Linked DNA regions of Gossypium hirsutum: region 2 is linked to region 1. Evidence: chromatin contacts called from public Hi-C data. All regions are on one chromosome and are shown on one strand. Each heading gives the region's core, a stretch centred on a gene start, on an enhancer-like site or on the middle of the called end of the contact. The rest is flanking DNA. Distances are from core to core; before and after follow the strand shown.

Region 1 (4,383 bases), core at 920-3,419:
CTTTGCAAATTTACTAACTACCCACCTATGTGTTATCTTATTAAGTGAAAACATAATTTGAGCCTTGCAACGAGTTCTAATCATAACTCTTGGCTCTCGTACCCTTTTCCCATTATTCATCCATTTCTTATCTCTCTCTCCTTCTCTATTAACAAATACCTTAAAATAACTTCCTTTGTGTTGTTGTCTCTCGTACCTCCTATCCCCTTATCTCTTTTTGTTTTGTATGGAGGCCTTTTCTAGAATGTTACCACATGCTCAAAGTACTAATGTTATTAGGGGAATTCGGGCTAGCCAAAACGGCCCTAGTATTAACCACTTGTTTTTTTGTCGATGATGCTCTTCTATTTGTCAGGAACAAAAAGAAAAAACTGAAGTGGAGGCCTTTTTGAATATCCTTAGTGACTTTGCACAAATCTCGGGCCAAAGCATTAATCTTGACAAATCTATGGTGTTTTTTTAGCCCGAACACTCCTATGAACCAACATCAACAATATGGTGACTTACTTAGAATGAGAGTGGTTGACAAGCTCGATAATTACCTTGGCTTACCCCTCCTCGTTGGGAAGAAAAAGTCTATGACCTTTCAAAGTATTACTAACCGTATTTCTTGCAAGATTAACAGTTGGTCTAAGAGGCTCCTATCTTGTAGGGGTAAAGAAATTTTCATTAAATCTATACTTCAATCCATTCCAACTTACGCTTTTTCAGTTTTCCTTGCTCCCAGAGGCATCATTGAAGACTTACAATTCAAAATTAATCGTATGTGGTGGAATGGTAAAGATAGAGGTCAGAGCTGGTCAATGCTCACTTGGGACAGAGTCTGCTTTCCCGAAGGCATGAACGGCCTCGGCTTTCGGGATCTTCTTCTTTTCAACTTGGCTCTCTTAGGCAGACAAGTTTGGAGACTTCTTACTTGTAAAGATACTTTGTGCTATCATGTGTTAAGTTCAAAGTACTTCCCTGATGGAGATATCTTTCGCCCTAAATGTATAGACAAGCCAACGTACACTTGGATCAGTATTGCTACTGCTACTAAAACCCTCGTGAATGATTTCGGTTGGCATATGGGCGACGGCAACAGCATCGAAATTTGTAAAGATAATTGGGGTTTTAAGGGTTTAAATGGTGATTCGTTTTGCTCCACTATTCTGACTTTCCATGAACGAAAAGTGAAAGACCTTTGGAACAATAACTACACGTGCTGGAACAAAGAAAGGGTGCATGAGCTTTATGGTAATAGTATGGGGGACCAAATTTGTAAAATTCTAATTATTGCAAAAGGTCCGAATGACAGAAAGGTGTGGTTTCATAACCCCCCACGGTTTCAATACCTCTAAGTCAGCTTATTCGTGGCTTCTCCTCAAGCAGGTGGGCTTTGGCCCTCATAGATTCTTCTGGAAAACAATCTGAAAGCTGAATACATTGCCCAAGATCCGTGTTTTTTGCTGGTGGGTGAGTTATGGCATTCTTCCTAAGTATGCTAAGATTTCTTCTATTCGTTAGGATTTTAGAAAAGAGTGTCCTAGGTGCGGTGCGAGGTGGAAACCCATAATCATGCCCTGAAAGATTGCCCCACCACTCGCGCCATTCTTGCTCTTGGTGGCCTTTACAATAGGCTCCTCATTAGAGAGTATTCACAATGCATCGACTGGATCGAGGACGTCATGCGTGTTTTGGATATGAAAGCGGTTGCCGACTGCATTACAACGCTTGGAACAGCTGGAACAATCACAATAACTTTGTCTTTAAGGGCAAGGAGGAAGATGTGAGGGTGGTCTGGGATAGAGCAATAACCCTTTGCCAAGATTTTCGTACTCATAACTTGGTTAACAAGCCGCTGCTGCCTGTTACTCCTGCTACTAAAAACTGGGTGAAACCTCCGCGCGGTTTTGTGAAAATTAACTTTGATGCCGCTGTGTCTAATAATAAGATTGGATATTGGGTGATTGCACGTGACTCCGATGGTTTCGTACTTGGAGGGTGGAGGCTTCAAAGATGTTGAAATGTTAGCTGCATGGGTGGAGCTTTATGCTTTTGAAGAGAGTTTGAAGTTTGCTTTCTCCCTTAATATTTCTAAAGTGATTTTCGAATCAAACCGTGTCAGCTTGGTTAACAAGGTGAAAAAACGTGGCAAGGATATTACCATGTTGGGCTACGGTCTGCAAGGAATTGGAAAATTTTAATTCGGTCATTTTCAATTGGGCCAACCGCAGCTATAATAGGATTGCGGCTTTTCTTTGCAAACAGGCTATTAAAAATAATTGTAATTGGACTTTTGACATGGATTATTCTATGGATATCCATGATTTTGTTATTAGTGATTCAATAAATTGAGTTTGACCCTTAGGTCTTTTTACAAAAAAAAAAAAAGAAAATTGTAAAATAAGATTGCTTTAGATAATGACTTAAACTCCCTACCTTGAACATCTATCATTGTTATTTCTGGTGCATCTTTACCATTAAAAAATCCATCGAATTCATGGTGCCTATCTAATTCTTCATCCTTTACTTCATTATTTTTTGAAAATCCCGCCTCATTAGATCTAATGCTCATAGTTCGCTGGTCATTCAAATCAAATTCAGTCACCCATTTCATCAACCTTCCAAGTTGTCGAATCCCTAATCTCTTATTACACTTTCCAATTACCTAATCCCCAAATACCTTATCAGATAGTTAATTCTTCACTACCCTTAGTAGCTCTAGCGCTCATAATCGCCTAGTCATTTAAATATAATTCAACATTCTCCCCAATTTCATCAAACCCCCAACTTGTCAAATCCCTAATCCTCAATTTCACTTTCTAATTCCTTATTCCCCAAATACCTTATCACATATTCAAATCTTTGCTACCAATGTTTCTAAACCACACCTACCCAATTCTAAATTTTGGAAACAAAGTCAAACCCTTATCGGAAATGGCAAATGGAAAATTTTCTATTCCTATGCTTGCCTTCTATTCCTTTTTGAAGAATGTTCAAAGTTTTACTTTTACTTTCGTGGGTACCATTCCAAAGCACCGCTTCATCCATGCTTTCATGAAAATGGAAATTTCCAAATGTTGTGGAAAGTGACAAATGTTATCACCCAAAATAGAATGAAACTGGTTGAAACATATTTGTAGGTTACTTCATATTACATGTGGCATCATCGATAGGCCAACTAATCTTGTTTTGCTAACTAGTTTTGTCACACCCCAAACCCGACCAAGACGGACCGACCTGAATTCGAAACATTACATTAGTCACTTAAGTGACTCTCCGGCTAACGACCACTCAAGACACACCCTGACCTTATAACACCTCAATTTTATCTAAGTAGTTATTTATTAATACGGACGCAAATTATGAGCCCATTTTAAACTATTTTTAGGTAATTTAACCTAAGGGCATTTCCGTCATTTTACCACCTATGGTAAAACTAACTTGGTTTTAGATCTAAATGTTTACCGATCGTCTTTTAGTCAAAATTATGCAAGCCTAAAAATTTTAATTTAAATTGAGTTTGTTTGCTGTGTCTAATTCAAGTTTTATTATTAGGGACTAAATTGTAACCATACAAACTATCAGGACCTATTCTGAATTACAAATTGTGTTTCTATCAAAATTTACCCTTTACGAGACTAATCCTAAAATTTTACCAAGTTTCCTTATCATCTTAGAGATCTAAGTAGACTAATAAACTTTCAAGACTAAATTAGAACTTAAACAAATCAAAATACCAATTTAAAAAGATAAAAAATTCAAACCCCCAAAAACCCACACGGCCGTGTCCCCCAGACCATGTGTCATTAAATACCCTTGTTCGTGTCGTGAAAAAATTCTAGGCAGATTGCACATGCCCGTGTGGGAATCCCAAACACCCGTGTGTGATAGCTCCAGTTTCCACACGCCCGTGTGCAACCCCTCACAAGCCCGTGTGGACAAGCACATGCCCGTGTGAAAACCACTGCACCTATTTTCGAGAAAAACTCATTTTAAAACCCGATTTTACATATTTTATTGGTCAAATTAACCCGATTTAATTATGATTAACTAACATACATATACATAGACCTTCAATTGAATTTATTGACATCAATTAAGCCTTAATTAAATAGAATTTGGCAATCAATTTCATGCACATCAAACACCGAATAAATCTAACAAGTGGTTTACCTTAGTCGCTAGTAAACCACTCCATGGAAGCTTCAATTAAACAATTGTTAGTATAAATTCCATGCTCCACACACCATGTTATCAATCACCGTGTTATCAAGTAACAATACACCGTAAATCATCCAATAATTAAACTCAAACATGCCTCAAAATTATTATAAAACCATCCCAAATAAATGTTCAATGTCCGAAGTCTAATTACAACCAAAATCAAACTAATTCTCG
Region 2 (4,383 bases), core at 1,274-3,773, 120 kb after region 1:
GACTTCAGAGACTCAACCAGTTTTTCCACTTCTGCAGTTTCTTCCTTAGCCATATTGATATGATGTTCTGATTCCTCAAGATCTCCTCTTTGTCTAACAATGGTCATTTCCAATAATCCCACCTTCTCTTTAAGTGCCCCAATTTCAGATTCTGCATCATGCAATGAATCATTGTTGCTCTCTAGTTGCTTCATGACTGAGTCCAGAGATTCTGATGCAGATCTTTCCAGCTTCTTAGCTTCCTCAATCTGCATTTCTAATTCGTTGACCCTATTCTTCCATTCCTCTACGACATTGCGCGCATAAGATTCGGCCATTCTCGCCGCCTCTAAATCAACATTAATTTGTTCAATCTGAGCCTCCTTTCCCATCAACTTCTCCTCATAGTTCTTTGCTTTCTCAAGTTCTTGTTTCAATGACTCTATCTCTGCCTTGAGCTTGAACTCCATTTCCATGTTTTCATTAGTCTCCATTTCACACTTTGAATCAATCAAGGACTTCAACCTAACCAATTCAGCTGAAAGAATCTCCACCTTCTCAGCATGGATTTCAGCAATCTTGGTTGCATCATCAGCATGGTTCAGCGCTTGGTTCTTAGCATCACATTTCATGGCTAGTTCCTGTTTCACCCTTTGAAGCTCCTGAGTGGTAGAGAGAAGAGCAGCCACATTCAAAGCATGCTGGTTCCTCACTGATTCAATTTCTTTCTGCCATTCTTCATCTTTCTTCTGAGCAGCTTCGATTCCTGCTTGTTCCAACTCAACTGCTCGGAACTTCTCAATCTCAGAGCTCTCTTCAGCTCTCTTTTGTGCAACCAAAGCCTCTCTAAGCTTTTCATTTGCATCGTCTACTGCTTTCTGCGCTTCTTTCAGCTCATCAATTGCTTGTGCCTTCTCTTTCTCAATCAATGATATCTGCTCCTTTGCTTTCTTTAAATCTTCCTGAACCGAGTTCAATTGAGCCTGCAACTCTGATCCCTTAGCCACCCGTGTTTGTGGTTTCTGAAAATCAAAACAACACATATTGCAAATGAAATTCCACTAGTTTCATAATTGAAATAATAGGTATAAGTTTGATTCTCTTCCACGAAACCAGTTTTCCTCTCTAAACATCAAAGGATACAAAATGCTTAGGAACTCATTTAAATAAAACTTCATTTCCTCAAAATTACTTGAAATACAACACATTATCTGGAAACATCAAGAAAAACTTCCCTTGCCTCCAAATCCTCTTAACCAGAATCTAATATCAATAAAAATCCCTTTTCAACCGTCAATCTTCTCGCGAATCAGAAATGTATAAAGATCAAATGCAGTAATATTTGACAGCATTGACGAAGAAACTTACATCAGGCGTGGTGGCAACCTTTGGTGATCTACGATCAATTGTAGGCTTTGAATTGAGGGATGTCCGTGGTGAACGCTCAACTGAATGGCGAGTACTTTGCAAGGGAGAGGGTGAATCAGGTTCTGGTTTAGCCAGTCCCCTGCTTACTTTGGTCGCCACTTTAGGCGTTGCAGGTGAAACCTTGGTAGGAGTTTCAAATAACCCAGATCTGTTTAAATGTTCAAAGGAATCATATTCTGAGCATAAGATCAAAGTCCCATTATTTTAAACACATAATGCAAAGAATATAAACAAAATTCATGTGGAAATAAAATTAAGCATGGATCTATGACCAGTATGGCAACATTTTCAACATAATTCATCAAGATCAGCGGATTATTCTACTGAATTATACATGTTTGCATATGCATTTTAAATATATGAACCTAACAAGCAAGGGAACTAAGAACAGAACACTCATAAAACAAGCTCAGGAATCAGGATTATGAATACAGAAAAATGAAGTAAAATCCATTTGAAAAAGGGAATCAAAGAACAAACTTAACTAAAAACAAAAGGGTGGGAATTACAGATAGACTGAGTGTTTCAATTTCCAAAACACGAGCTCTAAAAAGCATCAAAAAGCAGATCCAACATAATCCCAGAATTTAAGATAAAAAAAAAATCAAATGAAATGAAAAGAAAAACCCCCCAAAACAAGGCCTCGAACAAAGAAACAAAAAAAAAACCCCCAAAGCAGATCTAGTCTAAAATAAAAGAATTAAGGACGAAAGCTTAAAATTACATGGAAGAAAAAAGCGAGTGAGTGAGTGAGTGATACTTACTTCGTTTTAGCAGACATGTTGTTAATGAAAAGCAGCAGCAGATAGGTGAAGAAGCTTTGGAGTTTTAAACAAGGAAAAATAAAAGAGAAGAGTAATGGTAGCTAATTTGTAGACATTTTTGGAGAAGAAAATGTAAGTGATGAAGTTTAGTTTTTCTTGTTCAGCTTTGCTTGGTTTTGTAGAAAATTCAAGAAAGCAAATTATATAGGATGGTATTTTCTTGTCTCCACAACATAAAAAGAAACACCATCAGCCTGTTATTTCTTCTTTCCTTTTTTGAATCCTTACTTCTTTTTGCTGCTTTGTTTCTTTTTAGGTGTGAAGATGATGTGGGAAATTACAGAAATGACCCTGGGCTGTCCTTTGGATAGATCTAATTAAAAATTTATATTATCACGCCTATAGATAATACGGACATGACCGTTGAATATAGGTTAGTTGGTTGATTATTAATTGTAATGATTTAATATGAAAATTACTAATTTCAGGAATTAATTGGTACACAGCCGGTTATGCTTGATCTTCGATCGAATTGAGTAAAAAATATTTCAGTAAATTGAATTCACAAATCTTATTTTATCATCTTAACTCATTTGATTTTTTTTAATTAAGTTGAGTGAAATTGTTCAAGTTAAATTTAAAAAATTAAACAGGTCAAATAAAAATATTGTTACAGTATAAATAATTTCATATTAGAACACATAAATTTGAAAAAATATATATTTGAAAAAATTTCAAAGCAAGATAAAAAAAATAAGATACTTGAGTATGATAAATTTGAATCATTAATTAGGTCCCAAAATTATTGTTTTAGAAAATTTTTAAAATTTTATATTTTTTATATATTTTTTAGAATTTTTAGAATTTTTTTAAAAATATAAATTTTGAAAATTTTATAAATATTTTAAATTTTAAAAATTATTTTAAATTATTTTTTAATTTTTATTATGAGAGAGACCATTTTGCTTATTTTCAAAGTTGACAGGGACCAAAAGGGTATTTACACCAATCTATTATTTGAATTTTTCGAATTATTCAAGTTAATCGAATTGTGAAATTCAACTCGACTTGAACTCAAAACTCAAATCGAGTTATTTGAGTTGGCTCGAATAATTCAAAAAACTCGATTCAATAACACAAAATTCAATTTTTTTATTCTTTCGAATTAAATCGAGTTTTGCTCACCCTTACTGTCAGTGAAATTTTCAGACTTCAAAAACAAGGTCATGTGGTTGACAAATATCTTATAGGATATAGTAAAATATTAAAAATAATACATATATAAAAAATTTAAAACTGCTTGTAGAATAAAAAAAGTATTCTACTAATGTATCAAATACTTACGCTTTTATTATACCAAAAATTAATTTTAATTATTTAAGAAAAGCATAATTTAAATTTATATGAAAATATTTTAAATTTATTCATTTTTGTTTTAATTTAATAAAATATCATATAAGTTATTTACATATAGCTTAACAAAAAAATAGTGTCACATAGATAACAACATTACTTGTAGGTGAAAATTAAATTAAAACTAAAATTTTATGTATACCAAATTAAAATTTATGCATGACATTGTAAATTAGAACAAAATTAATGTATAATTTTAAGATTTATCCATTTTAGATATTATTGAGTATAAATTTTATACTATTAGATTCTTTTATCTAAAACATAAGATTTTTCTATTTGGTTGATGTAATGTAAGATTATCTAAAAATATATTTTACTAAATTTCCCTATAAAATACTTTTTTTTTAATTTATAAAAACTCAATCTCATCATCATAGGTGAGGCCTTGTTAATTATAATACAAATTATTAATACTAAATTATAACACACCCATTGGACTAAAGAAAAAAAAACTATATAATATCTATAGAAGTTTTATTCATCAATTACATCAAAAGTGGGACAATAAAGGTCTTATGCAGAAATCTTCATAGACATTTGTTTTACTTTTAAGCCAAGTTTTTAGTTGTTTTATTTAAATATTTGATATAAACATATTAAAAGATAAATATATTATTATCATATTTTTTATTATACTAAAAACTAAATTTTTAATTGAATTTATTTAAATCAAAGATTTTATAATTGTGTAAATATAAAACTTATATATAAATATAAAAGTATTAAATATGGTATATAAATACAAAAAATGGGTCAAAGATTGAAGGTAACTTTTTCACAGGCAAAACCCTATTAT

Evidence for each region. A called contact is a pair of places that touch in the nucleus more often than the background predicts.
Region 2: a Hi-C map of leaf shows a contact between it and region 1, with 2.2 times the contacts expected there. The contact joins the promoter of LOC107950533 here to the enhancer-like site in region 1. A contact is called at or near these places in 4 of 34 Hi-C or Micro-C datasets (hypocotyl and leaf).

Annotation. Positions count from the first base shown.
Region 1 is chrD03:9,095,457-9,099,839 of Gossypium_hirsutum_v2.1, forward strand. No RefSeq gene overlaps it. Among protein-coding and RNA genes, the nearest start is that of LOC107950019, 31 kb to the left of the region's middle. Within about 2 kb of position 2,170, at least 4 of the 9 cell types and tissues checked have an H3K27ac peak or open chromatin away from gene starts, as enhancers often do. A contact at or near this core is called in leaf, where this site is marked.
Region 2 is chrD03:9,217,205-9,221,587 of Gossypium_hirsutum_v2.1, forward strand. It overlaps LOC107950533 (WEB family protein At3g02930, chloroplastic), which reads right to left and starts at 2,524. Exons shown (of 3, transcript XM_016885402.2): 1 at 2,172-2,524; 2 at 1,348-1,555; 3 at 1-1,001. The coding sequence starts at 2,188.